Regions from separate parts of the Astyanax mexicanus genome. Here region 2 is linked to region 1. The links are chromatin contacts, called in public Hi-C maps. All regions are on one chromosome and are shown on one strand. The core of a region is the stretch at or near the end of the contact, and the rest is flanking DNA. Distances in the headings are between cores, read along the strand shown. Region 1 overlaps asap1a (ArfGAP with SH3 domain, ankyrin repeat and PH domain 1a). Region 2 holds the start of asap1a (ArfGAP with SH3 domain, ankyrin repeat and PH domain 1a).

What was found. A called contact is a pair of places that touch in the nucleus more often than the background predicts.
Region 2: a Hi-C map of muscle shows a contact between it and region 1, with 5 times the contacts expected there. The contact joins the promoter of asap1a here to the enhancer-like site in region 1. A contact is called at or near these places in 2 of 3 Hi-C or Micro-C datasets (both in muscle).

The regions. Positions count from the first base shown.
Region 1 is chr8:43,461,414-43,468,195 of AstMex3_surface, forward strand. It overlaps asap1a (ArfGAP with SH3 domain, ankyrin repeat and PH domain 1a), which reads right to left. Exons shown (of 30, transcript XM_022678005.2): 5 at 2,025-2,170; 6 at 188-262. Among protein-coding and RNA genes, the nearest start is that of LOC125803797, 36 kb to the right of the region's middle. Within about 2 kb of position 3,733, the one cell type or tissue checked has an H3K27ac peak away from gene starts, as active enhancers do.
Region 2 is chr8:43,539,959-43,546,740 of AstMex3_surface, forward strand. asap1a (ArfGAP with SH3 domain, ankyrin repeat and PH domain 1a) reads right to left here and starts at 4,162. Exons shown (of 30, transcript XM_022678005.2): 1 at 3,971-4,162; 2 at 3,658-3,745; 3 at 1,126-1,252. The coding sequence starts at 3,716.

The sequences.
Region 1 (6,782 bases), core at 2,483-4,982:
AAAAGGACAGCGGTGTGTGGCTCTCTTTAATTTAGCTCCAGGGAGATTTACAGTGGAGCTCCGACCCTAGCTCGCCCAAAGGCACTCATTTAGAGCCGTGACGGAGAGGTAAATCACTGTGTTCTTTATAGTGACTCTTCCTTCCAATTAGAGCAGACAGGGTTAGTAGCCAAGCTCTGGAGCTCACCCCTTTCACTCCTTTCAGGTCTCCTTTCAGCAGAGAGTCCAGGGTGAAGATCACATTGTGGCTGAGGCTCTGGAGCTGGTGACAGAAAACACAGAGGGATTAACAGCTTAATCAACACATATGAACTGCACTCAGACACACAATGCTACCTAAATGGCCCTGAAAAAATATATATATTTATAAACTGAAATAGAATTTAATTTACTGATTGTCTATTGATGCAGTGATACATACAATTACAATACAATACAGTGCATATAGTTATATTGAAATTAGGGCTGCAACAATATATTGACATAACAACGTAGACTATAAAATTTGCAGACTTTGCAGACAGAATTTTACATTGCCAATCAATCATTAATGTGTGATGGAGGGAACACTACCCTGTGGGAGGGATAATGGGCTCACACACGCACCTCGCGTTCCATGTCTCCAAACATGTAAACACGCCAGATACAGGACAAGACATCCATCCATCCATCTATCTTACCCGTACATCACTATACATTCAAACATATTCTCAGCGTATAAATCCCACATATAGTGTCTTCTACTGTCTTTGAAGCGATAGAAAGAAAGCAGACAGCGAGATACCAAGAGCTGCAGCCAGGGTTGCCAGGTCCAGCAAAAAATCCTGCCCAATATCTGTCTAACACCCCCCAAAGCTTAAACTATCCCAATATCTCAGATTTCCACATGCATTTAGAGCAGAGCAAATTTTCATTTTGAATGATCAAAATGGCTAAAAAAAATGCACACCTCAATTTTCACCCACAACCCTAAAATAAGCTTATGTTGGTGGGAAAACAACAAACCTGGCAACTTAGGTTACAGACCCAATTCAAGAGTGCAATATAAAGGAAAATAGTAATACTATAAGTAATTACTTACTTATATAAATAAGTAAATACTATTTATTTATTAGTAAATACTAATAAAAAAATGAATAATATAGAAATAAACAGTTTTAATCGCAAATTACATGAATTAAAAAACATTAAGTGCTTATTTATTTTCCTCTCTGTAAAATTATTATAAATAACGTCTTCTCAATAGAACAGATTGATCACATTTTGGTCAAATTTAAATTAATATTGTCTGCAAATATTCTCAATTGAAGACATTTAGAATTTCCTGAAAATTACAACATCCCGCATGTGTGAATGTCTATTAAATTAATTTTACCCATAAAGTTATGCTGTCAAGAAAACATGCATTGCATTGGGAGTCTCACCAATAGGAAACACAGAGCTGATCTGATCTGATCTAATCTTTGTTTAAATATTAAAACCTGTGTTACAGATTAATACTGAAGTACAACAACGATGTTCAATAACAGTTTATATAGTAAGATGTTTTAATGCTGACAACCTTTTTTTAGTTTAGTACTAAACCTTTTTGTTTCTTTAAAACGCTGCAGTCAATTCAATGTGTGTGTGTGTGTGTGTAGTGATACACACTGTGGACTGGTATCTGGTGTTGTTTGCTGCCTATTGATATGAAATATTGATGTTTTATATTAAGGTGAATGTGTTATGATTTGGCTTGCTGTAGTATCTGTGTGTGTTAGTATTAGCAGTAGCCTTGTTGGTTTAAAAAAATATATATTTATGTGACAATTTTATATAAATAATGTTATAATTTTATACTATACTATAAACTATTTTCACACTGCAAACTCTAACTAAACACTTATATTTACCAACAACTGTCTGTTAACTCCTTCTTTCACTGCTTGTTTGTTAGGTAAACCAGTCAAGCAGTTAGGTACATTAGAACAATCTATGGCAACCCACAGCTGAAAACATCATGCAGTTAAAGCCGACGGTCTCACCAGGTTTTTGAGGAGAGCAGCGAGCTCTTTAACCAGGCTGGAGAACTTGATGAAGGCGGCTCCCAGGTCTGAACTGTCTCGGCTCATGAAGTTACTGCCAAACTTGTCCAGCGCCTGCCCATAGTTCTCCTCATTCTGCACATGCTCTGTGGGGAAAAGAGAAAAAAGCTGAGTTTAAACATTTGTAAATTGTCTATAATTCTACATAAATTGGACCTACAACTTTAATAGATTTTTACTTCATGAATTTAGTTCAAACTTAAGAACAAACACATCAAATTATAAAAATATTAAGATATATATTGGACATATTTATTTATAGAGAAAATGATCCAATATTAAATATTTGCGAATGTTGAACCTTTGCTTTCAGTATCTGGTGTAACAGCAACTAAACGTTTTCAGTATCTGGGGATCAGTCCTTCATACAGCCATAAAGGACCTGTAGCCCATTCCTCCATACTAAACAGCTTCAACTCTGTTATCTGGTCAGATTTCCTCACATTAACTTTTGCTTTAGCTTTTTCCACAGCATTTTGCCTGGATTAAGGTCAGGACTTTGACTTGGCCATTTTAAAAACATTAATTTTATTTCTCTTTAATGATTCTTTGGTAGAATGCCGCCTGTCCAATCTTGCTACATGACCCAATTTCTCTTGAGCTTTAGCTCAGGGACTGATGTCCTGATACTGAATTTTCCGTCAGAATTCATTATTCCAACAATGGTGGCAAGCTGTCCTGTCCTGGGCCAGATGTAGCAAAACAGGCCCAAACCATAATACTACCACCACCATGTTTTACAGATGGGATAAGGCAGAGACTGTAAAAAAGATGGACGCTGTGTCGCCGTTCCCATTCATTTAATGAAAATGAAGCCAAAATGTTCCGCCATGTTGGCGATTCTGAAACCCGAGTCTGGGCAGTAGAGGGAGAAAGACTGTGGAGAGACAGCCTACTCATTTAAATAACCCCGCCCCTGAGGGCTGCCTCACGGTCACAGGCTGCTGAGCGGAGCTGACGGTCTGTTATTGGTCCCGCCCATAATCAGCCCTTTTACAATAACCACATCTTTTTGAATAGAGCTGAATAACGTTTTAAAAAACAAATTCTGTGGGGATATAAAAATGTACAATATAAGCAGAGGTTACACTAGCTGTTGCATTTAATAGTGGAGGTAGAATTACATTATATTAGAAAAAAACGTGATTGAAAGTTGTCTGTTCTGCCATTGAAACCTATGGTAATGGGTGGGGTTACACAGCTTTCTGAAACCGAACAGCAGGGGGCGCCCGACCTGTGGTGGCTTCACGTTTGAGAGATGATGCTCTGTCCAGCTATACACAGTCTATGGGATAAAGTTATGTTGGATTGCAGTGTTTATTTTCCCAAATGTTTTTTTTCATTCATAAATAGCAGCACCAAAAAAAAAAAAAAAATCCGGAATTTGTTGTTGATTTACGTAAAATTATGAAAACATTTGTATGATTTTTTAATAGAATTATAGGTGATGTTATGCCCTTTAACCTTTAACAGTTGGTTAAACTATATAGAAATCTATTTATCTCATTCCCTTCAAGCCAACCAGTGCAAGGCAAACAGCAGCTCTCAGCATGGTGAAAGCACCCCGAGAATGAGAGGAACACACAGCTGCAGACCAATCGACTTCTAGCACAATCCCAGCATGCACAGCCAGGGCAGGGGCAGAACTCCACAGAGCATTCCAGGATTCCTGGATAATCCCTGAACGAGGACAGCTTCCTGCACGAGTGTCAGCCCACAGGAAGTCCATTAAACCAGCAAAGCCCAGCACATTAAAGTCCACGCTGACGTTAACACTCAGCTCCAGGTTAGGAGGGGGAGGGGGTATTAAAGGGACAGAGAGTACTCTCTGAAAAGCCCCTGCAATGATGTAGCATTGAAGCATATTGTTGTTGTCCAATGAAAAACACGTATTCCTATTTTTGATGATTTTTAGTTTACTTTATAATTTGAACACACAAACTTGTCCCTACATTGTGCACTGTACAATTTCTTAAAATTTTCCAAAGTGACCTGAAATGATCACTTTTTACATTGATCCACTAAAAGTAAAGAAGGTTTTATCTCCCTCCTGTAAAGTTGCTGTCTTGGAGATGCATGTTTTTCATTGGACAGCGACAATATCTTGTTCTTAATTTGTTCCACTTTTTTAGTATTAGTTACTTCTACATCTAAATACTACAAATAGTTTATGTAATCACATTTGTGCATTTAATAATGCCAATTTATTCTATGTTTATGAACTTTTAGTAATAAACAGCACCTTTTAGTCGTAAGACCACATTCATCAACTGGTAGATAAGGATAAAGAGAGAGAGTTTAGTGTGATGCTCACTCTACTACTGATCCTATTAATGTTTGGTAATGTCTGACAAATAAATAAATAGCAATGTTGGTCCTTCAGTTGAGACATTCAGGGCTCATACACTTTTTAACCAATAAATTTGCCTTCAAGGCAAATAAAAAAAAATCAACTAAAACTTTAATTAAAACTGATCATAGTAGGCCTAAAATGAATCAGATAAAATGTTGACAGACAATCTTTATTAATAAATAATGTGTCAGATCCTGAGATCTCCATTGTGTAGGGCTAAATTACTGAATTCACTCTGTATGTATTTGTAGCTCAAAATAGATTTTCTCCATAGATAAACTGAAACACAAAGATTTGTAGACCACATTTCCATGACTTTTCCAAAACTTTCTGAGTATTCTTATTTTTCCAAAACTTATCCAGGCCTGGAAATTGCTATTTTCAAATTCCATGACTTTTCCAGGTTTTTCATGACCGTCTGAACCCTGGACATTGCATAAATTTTATATTTCTTCTGCTGGATTTGAGTTAAATGAAACTAAACTGGAATATGCTATTCAAAATTCAGCACCACCCCCCCACAAACCAAAGCCTACTAAAGCACTTAAAATGCTTTAATTTTCCCCAAAATAATCTGGTGTGCCTTATGTATGTATGTTACCAGTCAGGTATTAAGGAGCAGTAAAGCCACTCTACTGAAGTACAGCTTTATACAGGAGTTTCAGTTTAGTTCTCCAGCACCGGGGTAGAAGTAGCATTAGCAATAGCCGCTAACCACTATTTACGCGTTCAGAGGTGAGTATTATCGGCTTGTACCCTGCTCCTAACCCTGACTAGCACTGCTGGAGTAGCATTAGCATTACCCGCTAACTGCGCTAACTCTTTCTTTGTTCATAGGTAAGTATATCAGACTGTAGTCTGAATGTTACTGTGTTAAAACAAGCTAAGTGGGACAAACCACTAGTTAATATCTCTCAGGCTTACCGGAGCACTCAGGGTTCCTCAGTGTAATGCTGTGGGGCAGCATTAGCCGCTAATGCTAATGCTTCAGCCTTAGGGATGGAAAGCACTAAATGGAAGCACTTTACTCACCCAGATAAACAGTTTTTAGGAGAGAAATCTGTCTAGATTAACATCCAGCGCTCGATTGACTTTAAAAGAAAGTTTTTCTTTAATTACAGTTTTGTTTAATATCTTAGATTTACTTAACTTATTTAGCTAGTTTTGCTGAACTTTAGCACTCCACTTCTACCACATCAGCCTGACAGGATCACCTACAGGTTCTTTAAGGGTTGTCCCATTTCTTAGAGCAAGGATTTCACTCCTTCCTTCCCCTTAGGAAAAGAGCTTGAGAGGAAGGATTACACTTGTGGTAACCAAGTGTAAGAGGTATTGGTACACATTAGACATGGGATTGGGCTCAAGAGTGACTCAGACTGCCTTCATTGAGTTTACAGTGCAGACTAAAGAACTAGAAGCAAAGTGGATACCCAGTTTTTCCTGTAAAAATACAGTTTATGTAAGTTACACTACTATTTCATAAAATGAACAGAAAGGTGCTGTACATAGTATCTTCCAGTCAAGGCTGTCAATCACTTCATTACTGAGATGGAAAATTGTACGTTTTTGTTCATTAAAACATTAAAACAAGATGAACAAAGCTATAAAAAAGTTTTACAATAGCTTACAATTCTTGCTTCAACTCTTTCTGATCAGGTACTGACATAGTGTTGTTCCTGTATTTCCCTCAAACTGACACTTGTTGCTTATCGACAAGCCTCTTTTATTTTCATTGAGATTTAGGAGCAATATTTGCAATCAAGCAGAAAGTCATTTTAAATATTTATTTGAATTCTAAATCATACCAAAATAACTAAATCACAGAAATGCTTTGCAATGCATTAAATCACTCCCTCAAGTACTGCAATCAAATCAAATCAACGTGTGGTCAAAGGCTGTTTACACCCCTATGATTCATGATACATGATTCATGAAACATGAAACATGACTTGGGTGGAGATTCTGACAATAAGCTCCCAAACACCTGCATAGAGATCACACATCCCTGGAGAAACAACCTGGAGAAAAGCTCTAGATCTTTACCAGCAGCACAAGAACACAAGAACACACGACTGCATGGTGCACTGTTAGGCTGGAAGGCAGAACAGGGAGTTGTCTAAGGAAGGCTGCAAGTTTCCAGCAGGACAGATGTGTCGGGCAGGCCGTGTGTAGCACTCCGTCTGTGGAATGCCAGGCTCATCTGGGAATGATCCTCACTGCTCAGTGTGAGCCCAGCCCTTGGCAAAACCACATGATTAGGTCATTCGTCTTCTGTGGGAGAAGGAGGAGGAGGGCTCAAGCCCCTGAAAGTGAAGGCCGTCTCTTCCCCACAGTGACCAGCAGAG
Region 2 (6,782 bases), core at 2,912-5,411, 79 kb after region 1:
CAAAGAATGGCATGCCCTAGCTAAAAATGTAAAATAACCCAATGAATCCCTATGTTATACACTGGAATACATGATCCTCTAAGACGATCCACCTTATGGCTTTGAGAAAAAGGCTAAGAGTAAAACACATATTTGGTTAACAGCAGAGGTCATCACCTTTAAGACAGCTAGCTCACTAATTCAATTCAAAGCAGCTGGAAACTGCTATTCATGATCTATATCATCTAAAGGATGCACAGAGGAGCAGCCCCAGCTCTCAGTTGTGACGCATAGCTGGGTGGTGTCAACAAATGAATGGCTAATCGCTAATTCAGTCCAAAGCAGCAGGAAACTGCTATCCGAGCTGAGGCTTTGGTCCACAGTGTCTATATCTACAGATGCTATATCTACATCATCTATAAGATGCATAGATGAGCAGACACAGCTCTCATTTTGGACACACAGCTGGGTGGTATCAACAAATGAATGGCATGGCATTAAAACCTAAAATGAACAAATGAATCCTTATGTTATACACTGGAATACATGGTCTTCTGAGACGATCCACCTTATGGCTAGGAGAAAACAGCTGTGAACATCTTAGATTCACAGCAGGAGTCAGCTAATTCAGTATAAAGCATCTGGAAACCTCTATTCGATCACAGTGTCTATATCTACAGATCTACAGATGATCTTTATCATCTACAGGATGCATAGAAAAGCAGACCCAAATCTACGTTTTGACACATAGCTGGGTGACATCAACAAATGAATGGCATGCTCTAGCTTAAAATGTCAAATGAACCAATGAATTTTTATGTTTAATGCACTGAATGCAGCAAATGCACCATACTGCTGAACCATACAGCAGATCTGAACAGAGAACCAGTGTGTTTTCCGCATGCCAAAGCTCACCAAGACCCTCACAGTGTGCCTCAGAGTCAGAGAGGGAGGAGATGAAATAAATAACCTACAAAACAAACTAGATACAGGCTTTCAGCACACAGCTTCAGTTAACTAACCAACCAGCCAGCTAGCTACGTGCACACACACACAAACACACAGACCACAGTGGTCTCAGCAGGTTGTTCAGAGTGTTGTTCTCTAAAGGCCCCCTCCTCAGCCCAGCACCCTAACCGAACCTACCTCCTCCAGGACGCTGACGGTGTTCCGGCAGCTCTGCAGACGAGTGGTGAAGCTGGAGGTGGTCGGGGAGTTGTAGTCCTCCGTGGTCTCCGCCAGGAACTCGGACACGGAGATCTGATCCGGCATCCTTCAGCCCGAAAGCCGCGCCGCAGCGGAGCACAAATAACAGAGGAAAAATGGAGGAGAGGGTTTATTCAGAGATGCAGCAGCATTAGTGACTAAAGCAGCCCGGCAGGTCCGCGCGCGCTGCGGGAACGGAGGAGAGAGAGGCTGAGCGGGAAACGGCAGAAAAATAAACACGGAGGAGCCCGGTGCTCTTCTCTGTAGCGCTAATTCCCCGCGTCCTTCACCGCTTTTCTCTTTTCTCCGTCCTCTCCCTGCTCTTTCTGTTCAGCTCCGCTCTCCCGTGTTGTCCTATTCACGCAGCCTGTTCACACTCACACACACTCTCACTCTCACACACACACTCTCAGAGCCGCGGGCTGAACAGCGGTAACGGTCAGTTCTCCGGTCAGCGCTCGGTCTCGTCCTCAGGCTCCTCGGTATCACGGCCTCATTTCCACACTCCGCCGGGTACAGGCGCTCTAACGCTCCGCTTTATTGTGTTCGCCTGTTTTTTGAATGGCTAGTGTTTCTGCTCTCGTAGCGGTTTCATCCTGTTCTATCTCTCTCTCTCTCTCTCTCTCTCTCTTTCTTTCTCTCTCTCTCTCTCTTTCTCTCTCTGCTTTCTGACAAACGCGCGCTCCGCCCCTCCCACAGCCGATGACGAACAGAACAGCATCTGCGCATGCGCGCATTTGCTAGCAGCTGTACTGAACCGATTCTTTTCCTTCAGTGAATCAATTTTAAAACGATTCACTCATCCCCCTTCACTTTCCCTTTCTCGTACAATAATCGGATTCGGTTCAGAGTGTAAATCGCTTTATTTTACTATCAATAATGTATTTTTAAGGTATGTGTTTAAATATAAGTAGGATTATGTATATAAGCTAAATGGGTAACACTTTACAATAAGGGTGCATTTATTAACAGTAATTATAATAGAATGTCTCAATTATTTATTAATAATAATTAATAATAATAATTATTATTATTAATAGACACTAGTTACAACATTATTAATTACAATCATCTAAATTTACTATTAGTATACTATTTATATACAGCACTCTTGAACATTCACGTTTAGTAATGTTAAATAAAGTTTTAACTAGTGTCAATTAATAATTAGTTGAGACATTACTTTGCCATTTAACAATGTTTAATGTTGTAAGTGCTGTTTTTTCTGACCCTTACTGTAAAGTGTTACTTGTAATATACCAGTACATGTTGCAAAAGAAAATAAATATATATATTTTTTTACAATCAAGTAAATAAATCTATGTTAAAATATTGAATTTTAAATATTGAGTGAGTTTAAGTGTGGTGCACAATAATTTATCAAAACCATTGATTCTCGTCTCTGTTTCATCTGCATGGATCTATACGGATCAATTGTGTTCATAGACTCTAATCACTAATGCAGTCTTGTGCAAGCACAACCATAAGGCAGAGGCAGCCTATTTTTTTAATTCAGTTATGCTATTTTAAATGTGTTATATGTTCATGCTAAATCTTGAGAGTAAACAGTGTTGACATGCTGCAAATAAGTCTGATTCATTTGAGTGTGTGACTCGGTTCAGCAGGTTCAACATGTTGAAATGAATCGATTCGGTCACGAGTATGATATCGCATGGTGCTCTCTGGAGAAAAGGAGAAAAAAGTTTGCCAATGTTCTTCAAAGATTTAATTTTACTCTATATGCATTTTATATCTGTAAAAGCTACACAGTCCAAACAAAGAACATCTCAAGATTTAGAATTATGTATGTTTCTATCTCTATACTATATAAAAAATTAAAGTATACTAAATAAATATATTTATTTTTTACTACATGAAATATATAAACTGTTAAAGAGAATATTTCATTAAATATATAACAATAATATAATAAATGATTAAAAATATCTAAAGCTTAATAATGTTTACTTAATTAAATAAAAAAAAATAAACAATAAATATTATATTTATAATATTATAATATTTAAAAACGGTTAAAAATTATAACAAATATGATAAATAAAATAACCGAATATAATATTTTTAATTAAATTTAATTAAAAAATATAAATAAACCTATATTTACTTTCCTCATTAGTAATGGACATATCAATCAATATGTACTGTCACATGATTAGCACACAAAATATATGTATGTAACATAAACCGTTATAACACATTAATAACTAATTATTTATTGAGTTACATCTCAAATGCAACAACTTTTTCTCATTAAAACTGTATTTTATCCTCTTTTTCAACGCCCAAAACAACGGCTTGGCGCGGGTGTGCTCAATAAGTTAATAAATAGCGAGTAGTTAACTTTTCACAGCAGTCCGGATGTTGCTAATCCAACAGATTCCAGTACTTTTCTGCTAGTTTAGTAAAACAGATGAGTCGGTTTCAGTGTGATCTGAGGAGTATCTCACTCACCGGCTCCACAGGGAGTCTCTGGAGGAAAAGCTGGATAAGCGCGAGGATGAGGCCCTCATGACTGTAAGGGTCACCTGATTAAAAACACCTAAAAAACAAACCATCAGAAATGAAGCAGAAAACGAGCTCCATCCAGCAGAAACAGAAACACAAAACTATAGTTCTGTATCAGATACAGAGCAGCTCATTAACCGCACACACAAATCACTGAAACACACTGCAGGACTGAAGCAGCCCCTCCACTGGGGAACTTTATCTCCTGATTTACTCCAGAACTACACGGTTAATGTAGGATCTCAGATCCCCCGCTCACCGCTGCAGATCCCCGGACTGCTCTCAGAAAGAACCGTGTACAGAACTGTGCGATGAGCTCCTGATCTCCCAGCGCCACCATGTTCACTTCATGTTGCTCAGTCCTTCAGTCCAGCACGGAAACCCTGCAGCTCCACAGGACCCAGCGCGCGCCTCCGCCGCTAGCGCTGCTGGAATGTGCCATTGATCTGCCCCATCTGGAGGAGGAGAGGCGATCAGCAGCGCGCGGACAGGAAGCGAGGAGGAGCAGCCATGTGGGGCTCGAGAGGAGGGGAGAGGAGGGAGAGGGAGGTGGGGGAGTTTTTCCCGCTGACACACAGATCCGGACTGGAAGCTAACCGCTACAAACAGTCATCCTGCTGAAGATACGAACTCATCCGAGTGTTCAGATCATCAGATAATCAGATTCAGCCTCAGCACTACTATCTCCTCACACTCTCACCATCACCCCTCATCCAGAACTTTACTGAGAGACTGTAACTGTGGAGTACAAACAAACACAGGCCAGCTCACAGTCTCAGCACAACAGGGTGGGACATCATTGTGGTTTAATGGGTGAATTTGATTAGATTTGATTCGATTAAATTAAAGGACATTAATTAACATCATTATTTCATAATGTAAATGTGACAGATTTATCAAAACGTACTGTGCCCTAAAATGTGCAAAACAAAAGAACATTTCAGAAAGTAACAATACAAACGAAATAAAATTATATTCAAGAAAACACAATTACAAAAGCAATAAACAAATCTTAAAAAAATAAAACAAATAAACATAAACTATCCAGACAGGATTAGTTTCTCAGTGGGTCCTGGGGTAATTTTCTCTTTTATAGGGGGTCCTCTGTAATTTTATTCCCATCAAGAACGACCATGTACATGTTTTTCTCATCCTCCGAGAAAATTACAGGCTAAGTTATCTACCTATTTTTCACTGAACTCCGTGACATTTACATTTAAGGTATTTAGCAGACGCCCTTATCCAGAGCGATTATCAACAGTGCTTCGATGTTACTTCAAATATCCAAAGCTAGTTTGTAGACTAGGATCAAGAGATACACAGAGCTTGATCATGTTTAGAACCCTAGGACCCTTTTTCTTTCTTTTTTTTATTAGTTTAGGAACTCTTTAAAAAGATGTGTCTTTAGTCAATGTTTGAAGACTGCGAGTGACTGCTGTTCTGACAACCAGTGGAAGTTCGTTCCACCACCTTGGTGCTGCAGCACAGAGAAGAGTCTGGACATCTGTTTTCTGTGTGTTTTGAGAGATGGTGGTTCGAGCCGAGCCATACTGGAAGCTCTAAGAGCTATTGGTGCAGATCTGGCTTTGACCATTTCCATTAAGTATGAAGAGCTGGTTTGTTTTTTGCCTTGTAGGCTAGAGTTAGGGTTTTGAATCGGATGCGGGCGGCAACAGGAAGCCAGTGGAGGGAACGCAGCAAAGGAGTCACATGACTGAACTTCGGAAGTTTGAAGACGACCCTCCGGTAATTTTAGTCCCATCCGGACTGACATCTCTAAGTTTCGTCACCTCGCATTTAATAAAATAGCTATTTGTCCATCTGCCAGTCATTATAATTACACTTTAGGCTCGCGTTTCCACGATGATCCATGTAACCCAGCAGCGAGTGGACATAAACATGATGTCATGTGACTGAGAAAGCCAAAAAAACTCACTGGTGCTCCTGTTTTTTCAATTGCAAGGAGTTTTATTACTGAGTAAAAGTGTGAAATATTTTTCACAGATGTCCCCCTGAGAAACTAATCCCGTCCGGATAGGGCTAAACACTACAAACTTTTCATGAAGTTTTTGTCAGATTTCCTCTGTGATGTATTATACACTGCCTGGAGAAAGAAAAGTCACCACCTGGATTTAACTAAGTAAATGATCTGAGGTTAATGCAGTTGGTCTGCAGGTTTAGGTTCAGCAACAGTATGTGCTGAAAGAATGAGGTCAGCTGACTACCTGAATATACTGAATATAGACCAGGTTATTCCATCAATGGATTTTTTCTTCCCTGATGACACAGCCATATTCCAAGATGAACAATGTCAGGATTCATGGTGCTGGAATTGTGAAAGAGTGATTCAGGGAGCATGAGATCATCATTTTCACACATGGATTGAGAGTTCACCACAGAGTCCGGATCTTAACCTCATTGAGAATCTTTGGGATGTGCTGGAGAAGACTTTGTGCAGTGATCAGACTCTACCATCATCAATGCTGCAAGATCTTGGTGAAAAATTCATGCAACACTGGATTGAAAGTAATTATGTCGCTAAGACATTCACACTCTCCGAGCTTTTGATAGCAACTCGCTAACTAGCTTCTTGTCAAGTATTAGATCTAGTTTTTTTAGCTCTTTTAAGATGCGGTTCCTTTTTTAACGACCCATTTTGTGTTTTTTGACTACTCTCTGCCTCGCCCTCTGTATCGTTTTTTTACAATATTTTTCTTTTTTGCCCTCTACACTCTGGTATGTTGTTTATTAATGCTGCCATTATGATACTCACCCTGCCTGTCTCTGGTTACCCCTGTAAGTTTAACCACTTTGATAATAAATTGTTTGACTGGTGTCTGCGAGTGTCTGTCCTTGGTTTGGCCCGCATGACAATGTAATTGTTTTTGCTTAAAAACAGTTTATATTTATAAATTAATTTTGTTTTCTGGAATGTTAATTTGTTTGAATGTCTCTGCCACCCCAGCTGGCACACAACCGACCTTCAATGTTGAAATGTGGTTGAAATATGACTAAAGTAATGTCTGTTGTTGTTTCAGCGTTGAAATTTTAACTTTGAATCAACATTTAAT